Linked DNA regions of Triticum aestivum: region 2 is linked to region 1. Evidence: chromatin contacts called from public Hi-C data. All regions are on one chromosome and are shown on one strand. The core of a region is the stretch at or near the end of the contact, and the rest is flanking DNA. Distances in the headings are between cores, read along the strand shown.

The links. A called contact is a pair of places that touch in the nucleus more often than the background predicts.
Region 2: a contact with region 1 is called in a Hi-C map of leaf, with 4 times the contacts expected there. The contact joins the promoter of LOC123182587 here to the enhancer-like site in region 1. A contact is called at or near these places in 3 of 5 Hi-C or Micro-C datasets (leaf and root) and 1 of 1 datasets of contacts at active chromatin or transcription factors (leaf).

What each region holds. Positions count from the first base shown.
Region 1 is chr1D:424,428,586-424,436,259 of IWGSC CS RefSeq v2.1, forward strand. It overlaps LOC123182583 (ubiquitin carboxyl-terminal hydrolase 25), which reads left to right. Exons shown (of 9, transcript XM_044595213.1): 5 at 1,503-1,589; 6 at 1,707-2,485; 7 at 3,172-3,300; 8 at 3,766-3,910; 9 at 4,079-4,433. The coding sequence ends at 3,874. It overlaps LOC123182585 (a long non-coding RNA gene), which reads right to left. Exons shown (of 8, transcript XR_006492252.1): 5 at 7,427-7,674; 6 at 7,101-7,329; 7 at 6,900-6,967; 8 at 5,512-6,313. Among protein-coding and RNA genes, the nearest start is that of LOC123182585, 5.1 kb to the right of the region's middle. Within about 2 kb of position 4,991, at least 3 of the 8 cell types and tissues checked have an H3K27ac peak or open chromatin away from gene starts, as enhancers often do. A contact at or near this core is called in leaf, where this site is marked.
Region 2 is chr1D:424,658,823-424,666,496 of IWGSC CS RefSeq v2.1, forward strand. LOC123182587 (F-box protein At5g46170) reads left to right here and starts at 4,722. Exons shown (of 2, transcript XM_044595217.1): 1 at 4,722-6,126. The coding sequence starts at 4,801. The coding sequence ends at 6,084.

The DNA.
Region 1 (7,674 bases), core at 3,741-6,240:
TTCTAGTTAGCTCGGAACTCCTTTAGGAATTATGGGTTAGATTGACTCTCTGGTTCACTGGACCAAAGTTCAAAATCATGAACAGTGAGTTTTACGTGAATGATTTTGAAATAAACAATACGAAAAATGATGAAAACAACATAGTTCACAACAATCAAGCTCATCTTAAAAGGCGCGTTGCTTAGTTCTGAAAGTTCTGTCTGAGCTAGTGTAATTGTTGAAGCAACAATTGCTCAGATCCTGGCATTTTTTTTCTATTGGTAAATTAACCTGAATGTGTAAAAAGGCAGACGTATATCACTACACATGGCAAATTTGAGCTCTGATATCCGTTTTAGCAATTTATATGTTCTCAGAACGCTCCATAGTACATAGAGCCAAGTAATTGTAGGGAAGTAACTTTCTGTCCTGTTTTGATATTACCCAGCTCTTATCTTCTATTTTACTTATGCGCTTCTTCTCTGCTTCGGTGAAACCAGGCTGCTGATTCTGTCCCAGACAAAAAAAGGAATATACTGATTAATAAGTAACTCTCTTTAAGGTTGTGAACTGTATGTATCTGACCTAAAGCATACCTGTCTGTTTGCATGATGATCTTATAAACTCTGTCCAAGTGCTAGCTTAATTTGTTCTTAGTATGCATTAGCTATATTTCTATTTGTTTCTTTGTGGTCACAAGATAACGTTCTTGTTTCCTGACTTTTTATGATTTTGTTGGTGTAGACGTAGTTGGAGTTATGCAGATCAGATTTGGAATCTTGGATACAAGTTAAACTTCATGGCTCAGAAAGGAAAACCATAGAAGAGTTTTTATCTAGTTACATGCGACCGAGCTATAGAAGTGCACCCCAGTAAATAATGTTTGAAGTATCCTGTAAAATCTTCAAGGCGCCATTTATGCGTGCCCCCTTCTATTTAATCTTTAGTGGTAAATACAAACGGACTTCGGAAATTGTTTCTGGGTGAATGCCAGAGAGGGTCGCTGTCAGTTTTTAAAACCATACATTATGTTCTGAACACTTCTAAACTTCTAATGCAGTAACACTGAAATCTTCTAATGAACTCATTGTACCCGTTGATCTTCACGGAAGCTTTGTGGTTTTCAACAAAATATCTAGTGTCTAATAAATTAGGACATTAACTAGTGCTTTGCATGCCCTTTACATGGTTATTTATACCTGAATGGAATGCGTTCTGTAGTTGATGTTTCAGAAATAGCTTGCCTGCCGGTCTTGGAATAATGCATGATTTTCTTTTTTGACTGCATGAAACTACAAATTCACCAACAAAGGTGCCAGTAGTGAGACCTGAGTGGGTGTGAATAACATATCTTAATAATGTTTTTTTGTTCCAAGAAACTTTTTTTATACTATTGACATTAACGAGTAGCGCCTGATTACTTTCCATATTTCCAAATATTATTTTGGATATTTTAGTGCACTCCTTTGTCTGAACATTTGTTCACAATAACTTTTTTTTGATTTTATTGCATGGATCTGCAGGACCCACAACCGGTATATAATCTTTTTGGCAGCATCGTCCATTCAGGTTTCTCCCAAGATTCTGGTCATTACTATGCATATGTTAAGGTAATAGGCTATTCAGTCAGTGTCTAAACTTCTTCAGTTCTATTGCCCTAACATCTTACTAAGTGTTTCTGCCAAAAACATTTTGCTAAATGTACTGGGAACTTGAATTACATGCAGGATGCTACTGGTCGCTGGTACTGTTGTAATGATTCTCATGTCTCCCTCTCAAACTCTCAGGACGTTTTGACTGAGAAGGTCTATATCCTATTCTATATACTGAGTTCCAAAACTCAAAAAAATAGTACAAATGGTTACTCTTCTAGTGCAGTTAAATCTTCCAACACCAATGGGAATGGCATATCAAGTGCCGCATGTAGTGAGCCTCTGAAGATACCATTAGTGAAGCAGAACGGCTCATGCTCTACTAAAGGTATTGTGCCACTACCCCTAAAGAATGGCAAGATTGCACCAGGTCTACAGTTCAAGCCGATCCACTTGAAGAATACAGGAACAGAGAAGGTTGCATCAAATGGCAAACCGCACCCCGTTTTGAGAAAGCTAGAAGTTAATGAAGCCACAACACTAGTGGAATCGAACGGATGTGGACCCGCAAAATCTGCAGAACCCAGTGAAGGGTATGCTAATGGTAGTATTTCCTGCGATAAGTTGGACGCTGATTCACAAAGAATGTTGCAAGGCACAGATGGAAATGGAGATCCAGTTCATTTTGTTGGCCTCCAAGAGACCAGTGGTGCCAAGGCCACGTGCGCTGAAAAACCCCCTGAACAGCCATCTAGTGTTGTTACCTCAACATTGGACAAGAGCATTTGTAGTTCAGAAAAGGGTCCTAAAAGCTCAGTTTTACACCCTGAAGTATCTGCTGACTCGGTCAAAGCAGTGGTGGCTTCAGCCAAGGACTTGAAGCATCATCTTGAAGAAGGAAAGTTTAAGGAAATGTAAGTCTTGAATTGACAGTATTATTGCTTTTCCTATTCGTATTTCTTTCCATGAAACACCGACTGTCCATTCAGTTGCTTTATTCTCCTCCTGTAGTTTTCAGACATTGAACACCTTCCATGTTTACTGCTTTAGCTTTGATTATTTTGAACTGAGCCCGCACCATCGTTTACTGGTTTAGCTTTGATTATTTTGAACTGAGTCCACACCCATCTAGCTATGAAGATACATTAAACAACAAATATTAGGCTATCATGGTTTGAACATCGTTGAAATTTGCATTGCAAATGTGCAAGTGGTGTATGTTGCAAACTGAAGATTATGGTTCATGCATGTCTGTTTCCAATAGGAAGTACTATCAACTTAAGGATCTAACGTTGCATGAAGCTTGGATAGACTAGATTCATACATTATTCAAGGATGACATGGATCGGTACTTTGCAAATAATCCCTCAGATATAAGAATTCATGCATGAAGGCTGTAACACCTTTTGAATATTTTCATCCAGCTGAACCTAATTCAGTGACTGATATGCCAGAGTCACTAAGCTAGCATATCTGCACTGCATGCTTCACCATTTTACTATTTTTCTTTATTATCTTTGACGCCTAGGTTTTAATTTGTGTTGTCAGCTGTAGTAATTTCATGATGCTTACTGCCTGTTTTATTAATTAAAATTTCCAGGCTTGCTGAATCAGCATCTTCTGAGCTTCGGTCGTCTGCTTGGGCGGATGATGTATGTAATTTTATGCGTTCTGCAAAGAGGCGGTGTATACAGAACACAGGCACGTCTCAAGATAGTGAGGCAATCAGGTGAAGTGCTTTGCTCCAAGTTTTTTCTGCTTCAGCTATATTTTTCTGTTGCTTTAAAATATATTTATATATGGAGCTGTTCTTTTGCTTGTGAGATAGACAGGGAAACCTAATGCTCTGCACACTGCTATTATGATATTTCGATTTCTTATTACTCTACTTAGCCATATCCTTGTGCCATTTAGCACTGTGTTACTCTAAAATGAGTGAACAAACACAGTAAAACATGTCTATATACATCTGATTCAGAAAAAAGTAGAACATCTTATATTTGTGAACGGAGGGAGTACCTTTGTAGGAAATCTTTCAGTTTTCTAGCTAAGTTATTTTTCGGAATCCCCAGCATATGCCAAATATGAGAATTTTATTTTCCACTGTGTGTGATCATCATTACACTCATGGGTGGTGTGTCCACATCGTCCAATGTATCTAATATTGTATATAATGCTTTCTCCTGTAATGCAGGAAGCAGCTAATAAGTGATTCTGGAAGAGTATTTAGGTCCAAAATTCCAGAGTTACTGCGGGAAGATCTGATTCAATCCCTGAGATCATACTTTGAGGATAAATTTTGACTAGATGCTTAAGCTTGTGTGGGCCTTGTTTAAAAGGTAATACACAATTTACTTATATATTTTCCAACCATTGTAAAGATAATCTTATGAGGGATTTTGTGTGTCATGTGTACATACATTTTTATGCTCTGGCAATTCCCCTCTTGTTTTTTAAAATTGTAATGCTCTTCAATTTCTAATGTAATCTTATGCTTGACAATTTAGGTGCCAGTGGTCTACTAGGAGCTCCATGCACGGCTGGCTTATTTTTGAGGCGTTTTTGTTCCCTGAGATGAGATGAGGTTGAGAAGTAGAGCGACGTGTAAAGCTTGCCTCCTTTTTGCTGTTGTCCCCCATGCTATACTGTAGGCTTGAAACCCCACAATCAGGCACCCCTTTCTTCTGTTTCTAGCATCTAGCAGCAGACTGTTTCTTGTTTCCCCCCCTTTGTACAATTATAAGTGGTAGACCCCCTTGTACAATTATAACTGGTAGATTAGCTCATGAATTTCTTGGGTCTTGACCTGATCTCAAAATAAACCTGTTGATGGTTTTAATTATATATGATCGGTTACTTTCAGCTATCTGGGTGTCATTCTGCAGAACGGCTGATGGATTCCGGATATGATAATGATCTGTCAAAAGCGACCTGTCTGTCTGTGAATAGATGTAGACTAACTTTTTATAAGACGTTTTTAGAGTCCATGAAAGTATAGAAAAACGTTTTATATTAAGTTACGGAGGGAGTACAAATTAATGTTTGTCCTCATCACGTCAACAACATACCCAAATATTTACTTTCTTCTAGGAGCAGCATGAACATTTGGTGAAAGAAAGAGAAACGATCTGCATGAACATTTAGGAGCAGCATGACATAATGCATTTCATTTTCTGCAGTAGACGTCTTTGAAGGCAGGCGGAGAAACGGTCTGCCAAATGTTTTTTGTGTGTGCTCTTTTATATTGCGTGTTTCAGATGATTGATTACCAGAAGGAATCATGCGTGTGGGGGACTTGGCTTTGCTCCATCATAATAATGTATCCAGAGGCTTATGTTGCGGGAAGTGTTGTTCTGAGCGCGAGCTCAGATGAGCTCTTTATCCTCGTCGCTGGTTGGCTACAAGATTCCCACCAGCCCACGTATATGTCAGTGTATTCTTAATAATATATCAACCATATTCTGGCCGATGGCCCACCCACCAACCCTATTTAATGTGAAGTTCGCCGTCTCATGAGTCGCAGCTCATAACGGCTGAGAATGCTATGGGCCACGGCTCAGACGCCATGGGACGCCAGCCGTTTACACCGGCTTATTTTTATTGGCGTCCATCTCAAGATTCCCCACTGCTTACTCAAAAACCAGCAACAGTGCACATCACACAAAAACGAATTGATCCCCTAAAAAACACAAATTGATGCTACTCAACGCCCAACAATCACATCACCGCTGATTCCACTTTTTTTATGTACTCTCTATACCAACTTCAGGCAGCACAATTCAGTCTCAGGCAACACAAACAAGTGCCATAATTCAGCCTGAACAAGCATAAGAATTCAGATCGGCCTACAAAGATAAGCACCGCAATTCAGTCTCCAGCAACATGCAACTCTAGTCACAGGCATCACACACACACTAGATGGGGCCATGAATCACATGAAAATAACAATAATTCTTCATCCAAACACCTGATCCCGGAAATGCATTGCATAGATACATATATAGTCTGCCGGACAGCCGGATGGCGCCACACAGTACAAGATATAGAAAATATTCTCCAGAACACATCAACATATCTTAGATTACACTCTTGCTCTCCTTGGTTTTCACCAGTCATAACTGATGCTGATGCAGTGATGCTGCAGCCATGCACTTCACACCAGCATCATCAGACACCCCCTAATCCCACATCCATTGGTTTTGTGCAGTTGTTTCCCCTGTGGTCCTCAACCCCACAATTCTCGCACCTAGCAGGCTTCCGAGGTTGTAGGTACTATTTAGATTTCGCTAGTGCAACCCTACTATATGTGTCTCGGCCTCTCGGGGATCTGCTTCACATGGATAAAGTGAAGTACCCACATTTTTACAAAAAAACAACATTGTTCTTTTTTTTTTTGGTACCAATCCTCCACATTTGCATTGCTAGTGCTGGGAAATACTCCATCTGTAAAGAAATATAAGAGCGTTTAGATCACTACTTTAGTAATCTAAATGCTCCTATATTTCTTTACGGAGGGAGTACTAATTTAAGGGAAAATAAAATCCTTCAGAACATGGATGCGTGCAGATATGTGCATCCAAGTATCAACCCCAACTGAAATTCTATTTGTCGTATTTATGAATGTAACGAAGACTGTGAACATGTAAGGATGTGAATTGAGCTAAACTGTGTAAGCTGAAGCTTCAGCTTTTCTCCCTCAAAGTGGCGAGCAATGTGGATGACGCATGCCCCCTATCTCGGCCCTGAAAATACGACATATAGCATAGCTAGTGAGATAGCGAGATGTCGACACTTAAGGTGTGAAGCTGGCGTCGGTGGTTGGTTCATACTTGATGCCCCAGTTTTCCTTGCTCACGGCCATCTAGCATAGAACTAATTCAAACATGCGAGCATTGCATTGTAAAGCTTCCAGGTTGTAGCCTTATCTCGTTCCTTGGTTGGATGATTAGCTGAATTTTTTATATACAGGGTCGAGCCAAATTGGTTTGATCTAGGTCTACGTTTAGAAGTGTCCAAAAAAAAATCTTCAGATTCTGGCTGGCGGTCTGAAATGTGATGAAAGAATTATGGGCAGGTTTTGAAGATCAAACTTGAAGCAGCAAAGGTAAGGGCCTTTAGGAAAGGTTTGAAGAAATTTGTAAAGGCATTTAAATAAAATAGAAGCAAGGCACAAATGATTTTCTAAAAATGTTCATGGTTTAAAAATGGTGTGAATTATTTAATGACATGATGGCATGATAACATGAAGTAATGAAAAAATAATATGAAACAAACATTATAGTAATAATTATGGAAAGAAAGTCAGGAGAATTGGCCTCGGTCTCTTACTTAATTTTTTCGTCACCATGTCCCATATTATCACCATCCAGCCTTCTGGGCGTGGCACCGGAATAAAACTGCAAATTATTAAGAAATTTGGACAAGAGTTATTAGGTGATGGGGATGGAAAAACTGCCAGTCCATTGAACAATTACGTGAGCATTGTCGCACCATTTTGGGATGATGTGATGTCATACTTCAAAGAGTCACCTGTGAACTGCCTTTGGATAGACAGGGTGTGAATGAAATCAGAGTCCCACAAGCCTAGAGTCTTGTTTGAGTAAGCAGTAGATTAGCGCAGTGAAAATCAACTTGAGCAAAGCGACGGAAAAGCAACGACACCAGTTCACGCTGAATCATGTTGCCACCCACAAGCTGGCCACTGATCATGTAGCCAGTAATCTTGATGAACATGGGAGCTTCGTGTACAAGGAAATTGCTGCATTCGATGAAAAAATGTTAGCATTGCAACATAAATGCAGCACGCAAGGATATACTCAGCAGCATATTATTGACAAATTCATGAGGAAAACTACCCAGATAATTCACTGTCAGGTGCAGTGGCGAAGTACCGCTCCAGGAGTTGCGCGACATCTGCATGTGGAGGATACAGAACAGCGCCTCAGCTCCAGGGACCTGTCTGGAACCCTGGTCTGAATACATACTTGCGGCCAAGGTGTTCAACCCGCCTCTCGCCAAAAACAGTTGTGCTCCCACCATTTGGGAGATTGATATACGACTTGCTTATGGCTTTCAAATTTCCCTTTGCAAATAAGGTGACCTG
Region 2 (7,674 bases), core at 3,472-5,971, 230 kb after region 1:
TGCAAAGAGAGCACGGCCGCGGTCGCGAGGGTCGAATGATTCATTCTTGCGTCGTCTATCTATAAACCGTAAAAAAATTTGGCATGTGTTGAATTGTGGTTTATTCTGCTTTGTTGCATTGTTGAATTGACGATGAATTTATGCTGTATGATGGAGGCGCATGAAATTGCATGATTTCGAGAGTTTCAATTTGAGAGGTGTGGTTGTGCGAGTGGACAAATAGAGAGTTTCCTGCCTACTCTTTTTCTAGCCTAATCTAGAGTTTGCTTGGCAGCACAGTTTTTCTAAAACCGTAGTATTACAAAACCTCAGTATTCCAACGCGTGGGCGTTTAATACTTCAGTATCTAAAAACTGCGGTTTTTCATGGCTCTGGCAAAACCAGAGAGGCGTTTGCTAAATCGGTTTTTTCTCAGTTTTCTCCAATTCTCACCTGTTGTTAGGTTGCATGGCTAACCCTGAAGATAACGAACTGAACCGAACTCAGCTACACGATCTGACCAGCTTGTGCTCACGGCTGTTGTATGCATGCAGCGTTGCCTTTACCGTGAACAAGTGGGCATGTGTCTTCACGCTATGGATGCCAACTCCTGCCGCTCGCAGGTCTAGAGTGTGAGAGGGAGCAGTGGCGCAAGGCTGCCAAGGAGGTCGCGGCGGCGCTGTGCAGAGACAGGCAAGGACAAGCAGGACGTGGGGGTGCTGTGCTAAATCAACAGGCTGCCCTGGTACAACACCAATTTTTTTTCATGGTAATACGTGTCTTGTTCATATTACAAAGAACAAAGTACAAGTCACGTAAAGACCGACATGATAAAACTGAAAAGATAGCAGAACATCTCTGAGCTTTACACCAACGTTCGTCACCTGCCTCCGGCACCACCACAACAGCCATCGAAGAAAAGAACGACGAATCACCTCCTTACCCGAGCCCGACGCGGTTTCATCGTTGATATGCAGCTTTGCGGACCTCCAAGGTGGCTCACCAAAAGTGAAGCCCTTGCCGTTGAACGAATCAGACCGGGCAACACTCCGGACACGCCATCGAACTCCAGATCTGGCACCCCACCACGACTAAAACACCGAAGGAGAAAACCATACCTGCCATCCACGAACCACGAGCCAGCACATGCTCCGTCTTCCAGATGTCGTCGATGCAAACCATAATCTGCATCCGCTCCTGGACTACCTCCCAAGCTCCGCGCAGACGCTGGAGCAAACGCCGTCGCAACGGCGGAGCCCGAGGACAAGGTCCACCACGAGGATGCCGTCGCTGCCGCCACACCATCCTTGCTTGAACAGACTGATTTCTAAATCCACCTCAACTATAGGACCGATGACCTTGTCAGGGAAGGATCCGAAGAATCTTTATTCAGCGTTGTCATCATAGCCGCCGAAGCAAAGACAATAAACAACCTAAAAAACCTAAACTACGAGGGAGTAAAAACGACCTACATGCGTGGATCCGGTGACCCCCTCACCACCGACGACCGAGGTTGCCGGCGGATGGGAGCCGCCGGAGAACGATGTTGAAAGATCGGCCTCTCCTGGCGGCGGCCAGGGTTCCAGCCGCCAGGGAGAAGAGGAAAACAACGATACGTCGTGATTACGTGGTTCAGGTTTAACCTGCGGGGTACAATACCAAATTGGCGAGATCAACGACAGAGTAGATCAATAGGCGTACAAGGCCACAAGGGCACGTACCTTCCTTCCCATGTGCTGAGCTTGGATTGTTTATTCATAGCTACAGAAAACATGCGGTATAATCACAATGGTTGACGGCCGGAAAGATGGAGTTGAGAGACCAATGAGAGCGATCGTTTCTCGGTTTAAAAGAAAGGGGTCCGGACCTCTTTTTCTGATACTGTGAGAAAACCAGGGTTTTGGAGATACTACGGTCTTGTAAACTGGAGCATTTGGTGACACCAAACACATCAAAGTATTTTAAACCGTGGTTTTTAAAAGTACCATGGTATTTTTCTAAAACTCCAAAAATACTGCAGTGCCAAACGCAGCCTTAGAGCATCTCTAGCCATTGGCCCCTCAAGGGCGTCGAAAAAGAGCGGCCCGGGGGCGAACCGGCGCTAGATTGGCCCCTGGGGGCGATCTAGCTCCCAGCCACGCCCCCAGGCGCCGCCTCCCAAGACGCGACAAATTCAAACTTGGTCATTCCCGCTCACAAAAAAAGCCACAAGTCCGGAGATCAGCGGCTCATCAGTTCGGCGGTCACCTTGCTAGAGTTCGGCGATCGGATGAAAAGTTCGGCGTACAAAAAATGGAAAGGACGTGTGGGCATCAAACGGCGGGGTCGGCCTCTTGCGTCGGTGGAGTCGGCGTGCGCGGGCTTGGCGGTGTCGGAGCTGCTTCTGTGTTGGGCGGCGTCGGCGCGGCTTCTGTGCTGCTGGGCGTCGTGGAGGCATCATCGCTCGGGCTTGGCGGCGTCGTCGGCGTGGGCGTGGGAGTTGGCGGCGCCGTCGACGACAGCTGGTTCAGGATGAGGCCGTGCTCCGCCAAGTACCACGCCTTGAGCTGCTCGTCGTTGCTCTGGAGCATGTCCGCCCCGCCCATGAGGAAAGCCAGGTCGGTGTTCCTCTTCTTCGCGGCGACGTTGGTCCGGAGTAGGTCGAGCTTGACGGCGCTGTTGGTCATCAACGCCGACCACCGCGCCTCGGTCTTCTCTTCACGCAAGGCGGCCCGGGCCTGTGCGTCGGCGAGGCAATGCTCAATGGACTCCTGGACTCGTGCGGTTGCCGAGTCGGCGTGTTTCCCCTTCTTGGCCCCCTTGTTTCCTTCGAGGCGCCCGTCGCCCGCACCCGGCGTCGGCGCGTCCAGCTTGTAGGTCTCCTTGGCCTTGGCGAGGGTGCGCCGGACATCCGCGCACTTCTCGCACTTCTCGATCCGCTTGAAGACGTGGAGGTACTTGAAATCTTGGTCGCTGCTGTCCTGGCGAAACATGGCGAACATCCGCACCAACTGCGCCGAGGAACAACCAGTCAGCGGCGCGCACCGACGAAAGGAAAAAGGAGAGGCCGGCGTGTCATACGTGATCCTCGATGCTGGCGTCGCTCTCCGAGCGAGTCGCGATCTCCTCGACGATCCCATGCCATTTGTTGCACGCCGACTGGATGAGCCCCCAATGGTTCGCCATTGCCTTCGCCCCGCGCTGCATGTACACGCCTTTGAAGTAGGGGTCGACGAGCTTGCGCTCGTCGAACTCGGCCTTGATGCGGTCCCAATACGTGTCGATGCTCTGGTTCGTGCCGGTGATCGGGTCGAGGCAGACGACTTTCCACGCTTCGGCGAGGCACTCGTCCTCCTTGGACGCCCACTTGATGCGCGGCTCGCCGGTCCTGGCCGTCCCCTTCTTCTTCTTCTTCTTCTGTTTCCTCGCCGGAGCAGGCGCCGGCTCCTCCTCGTCCTCCGGCTCCGGCTCCGGCTCCTCCTCGCTGTAGTCGAGCTCGCCGTCCATGTCGCCGTTGATGTCGTCATGGGTAGTAAACCCGGGGGACGCGGCGGCCGCGGCCGAGCCGGCCGTGATGATGTCGTCCATGTCGGCTTCGGTCGCGTCGGTGTCGCGGAGAAGCGACGTGGAGGCTTGGGAGAAGGGCAGCGCGCCACGACGGAGAGGGGGCGTCGGGGAGGATGCGTAGGCCGGCGGTGAGTAGGTGTACAGAGGGTATTGCACGCCGGCGAAGGCGGGCGAGGGCGTCCGGCGGGCCGGGTGACCATGGGGGAAGGTGACGTTGGGGTTGAACCCGCCGGGCGCGTCACCGTCGGTGTAGCCCGGCGACGGCGTGCAGCCCCAGGGTTGCGGCGACGACGAGAAGCCGGCCAGAGAACCGACGCTTTGCTGGCTTCAGGGCGCGTACTGGCCGTGGCCGCCGGGTGGGTTCATCATCCCCACGCGAGCCGCCTCGGCTTGTTCGGCCGAGCGCTCCGCCTGCTCCGCCGCCGCCGCAGCCGCGAGCCGCGCCGCGCTGTCCCGTGCCTTCTTGGCGTTGGCCCCGTTCCTCCGGTCGGTGGTGACAGCCTCCCGGCGCTGAACTTCCGCCCACCAGTCGGCGTTGGACATGCCCGGCGGCTTGGACGGCAGCGCCCTCGGCTTCCTCTACTTCGGCTGGGCGACGGCGGCGGTCGGAGCCGTCGCGGTGGGGGGGCCACGTACTTCTTCGGTGACATGGCGGCCGACGGGGAGGGGAGGAGGAGGAGATTGACGGGAGGAATGGAGAGAATGAGAGGGAAGCCGGGTGGAAAAGCGGGAAGAAACGGCGGAAAAAGGCCCTCCTCTCGCCGACGGAACGGCCCCGCACCCCTTTTCGCTTGTGCCGGCGCCCCCAGCGCGCTGGGTTCGGCTCGGGTGCGCCGGCTGTTATTTTGGTCCAACCCGACGAAAAACAGACTTCTAAAGACGCGACTGGACCGATTTTCGCCCGTCAGCGCTAAAAAATCGTCTGGAGAAGGCCCGTTGAGGGCGCGGATGGAGTCGCTCTTGGCGTTTCATTTTCTCAATCACATCGTGGTGCCGGTAGGGCCTGGCACCGACGGAACCCACAGCGAATTCCTCTCCGAAAACTCCCAAAGCTGAATTATTAAAGTGAAAAAGAACTGCATTACACCGCCACGATTTCGGGAAGGTGCAGGGGCTCCACGGCATTTTGTCTTCCCCGAGAGAGCAGAAAACATCATCAAGGATTCAAGGCAGTGCAAGCCGTCCACCTCCACGCCCGCTCCCTCCTCTCCTCGTGGCCTCCCACGCCCCGCATTCCCCCCTCCCCCAGATCCGGCCCCCCGACGCCGCCGGCCGATGGCCGCGGACGCCGCCGCCGCCGCCGCGGGGCCCCGCCGGTGGCGCTGCGAGGAGGAGGAGCGGCAGCCGCACCGCCTCTCGGCCGCCGCGGCGGCCGACGACCGCTTCGACGGCCTCCCCGACCCGCTGCTCCTCCTCATCTTCAACCGCATCGGCGACGTCAAGGCGCTCGGCCGCTGCGCGCTCGTCTCCCGCCGCTTCCACGCCCTCGTGCCCCTCGTCGACTCCGTGCTCGTCCGCGTCGACTGCGTCATCCCCGACGACCCCGCCTCCTCCGCCTCGGGCTCCCCGTCCTCCTCCGCGCCCTCCTCCCCCACCGCCTCCGCCTCCGCCCGCGCGCGCGGCGTCTTCTCCCAGATCGCGCGCATGCTCATCGGCGGCATCGTCAAGCCCATCCAGGCGCTCGGCCAGATCCTCTCCCACGCCGGCTCCGCCTCCGACTTCCCGGCCTCCGCCTCCCTCTCCTCCTTCCGCCGCTCCGCCGCCTCCTCGCTCTCGTCCTCGGCGTCGGCGCCCCCCGGCGACGTCTCGCACCACTCGCCCTCCGAGGTGCTCCGCTCCTTCAAGGAGCTCCGCAGCCTGCGCATCGAGCTCCCCGCCGGCGAGCTCGGCATGGACGACGGCGTGCTGCTCAAGTGGAAGGCCGACTTCGGCTCCACGCTCGGCAGCTGCGTCATCCTCGGCGCCGCCTCCGCCTCCGCCTCGCCCTCCTCTGCCGCCAAGGACGGCGCCACTGCCGCACCTCCTCCTGCGACCGCTGATTGTGCCGAGTCTGACGATTCAGGGAGCATACCGGAGTCCTTCTACACCAACGGGGGGCTTAAGCTGCGGGTGCTATGGACCATCAGCTCGCTGATTGCGGCGTCGGCCCGGCATTACCTGCTGCAGCCCATCATTTCCGACCACGCGTTGCTGGAGAGCCTGGATCTGACGGACGCCGATGGGCAGGGCGTGCTCACCATGGACAAGTGGCAACTGCAGGAGCTACGGGTCAGGCCAGTATCAGCGTCTGGTGACTCGCACCGCACGCTCATGCCGGCCCTTAGCATGCGGTTGTGGTATGCGCCACACATTGAGCTGCCTGGGGGCACGGTCTTGAATGGAGCAACACTGGTGGCCATCAAGCCGAGCGAAGAGGCAATGATGGATGCAGTTGGGAATGCAACTGCTGGGTCAGCAGGTGGATCCTGGGTTTCAGATGCTTTTGAGGAGCCATATCGGACGGCCGTCGGTGTGCTTCTCAAGCGGAGGATGTATAGCCTTGAGATGAACTCATTCTAAGCTATGGAGGGAGTGCCATTCCAGAAGTTTCATCTGTGAGAGGTAAATTTCACACTGCATTCGGTCCAATATTTGTCTGATTATTTAGCTTTGCCTCTAAGGACTGACTCAACCTTATTTTGCACAATTGTGACACTATCATCACCAGCTCACCACCATTGTGATGCATTGTAGATTTGTAGCCAACGTAGTTAGAAATTTTAAGATTTGAGTGTTAGTCGGAATGTTGGATTTAGGTTTACCTCGTGTTAATATTTTGGTTATTTGTCGTAAGAAGCAAATTATTATAAACCAATCATCGAATTAGTGTGTACTTATATGGAGTTATTGTGAAGCACTTGTTTCGGCTATTGTATACTAGTTCTCCCTTTAAATATTCAGTTTTGGCTCCAAACTCAATTTACATGAGTACATTGCTAGACTGAGTGTACAACCATACAATGGAACTCAATTTAAAATCATACTTCTCATGAACATTATGAACTCTGGCAATACGTTATTGCACAAATCCTGAAAGAGTATCGGAGTTTGAACAGGCTCCTAGATTCATGATTCAGCAGTGATGTGTTTGGTGTTCGTTACTTCAGTTTTTTTGGTGATGGTGATAAGCCAGTAACCTTCATATAAACTTAAATGAAATAATTCAATTCGTATGATCAACAAGTGGTTTGCCAAATCATTATTCCCGGTCACTTTCTTTCTTTTTGCGACGTTGGAAAATTATGTTAGCACTGATCATCATTCATCAGTGATACATGACATAGATAATCCTGTTTGATTTGCCTGTGGCGCTTAATTTATGAGGTGTCAATTCTTCTTCTGAGTTCTGACTCTCGAAAATTTAACTGACTGACCAAGTTGAAACCCACATATAAGAATGTCCATCTTTCCAGCAAGAAGCAAACAGGTTTAGCTGGCTAGCTTTCTTTGCTATGCCTAATATCTTGCATTTTCTTATGTACAAACACCAATATCTACCCGCAAACTGTCGTTTTCAGCTGTTTTACCATTTTGATAAGAGCTGTACTCTGCACTTCATTAAGAACCATCTTTCCCATTATTACTTTGGACATGTGCAATTAAGGAATAGGAAATAAAGAGAGGGGGTGTTGGAGATTTGGGGAATGCTAGGGGCTAAGGGCTAGTGGAAGGCAATTGTGGTTTAAGAAAAGAAAAATGCTGTGCACCAACCTGTACTTTCGGGATGTATTATTTCTACCCATTATGATAAAAGTTGCACCGCGTGCTCTTTAAGGATCACCCGTTCCATTACTACTTTTGAATTGTGCAGTTAAGGTAGGAAAAAAAGGAGAAATGTTAAGAAGTCTTGATGCTAGGCTAGTCAAAGGAAAGTGTGCTTTCTGGGACAAAAGCCGATCTTCTTAATTGCGTTGGTTACCAACTTACCATCATGTGTATCTGCCGATATGGCCCAACATGCTGTGTACTTTAGTCGTAGAATTAGGTACTTGCTATCCATAGCCCAAGCACATATGAGGAATCTTCCGCATTCATCCATCTAAATTGGTTAGTTCCGCTTCAAGGATTTTCGCTCAGGAGAAGATGAGGGTGGATGGGCCACTTAAAATG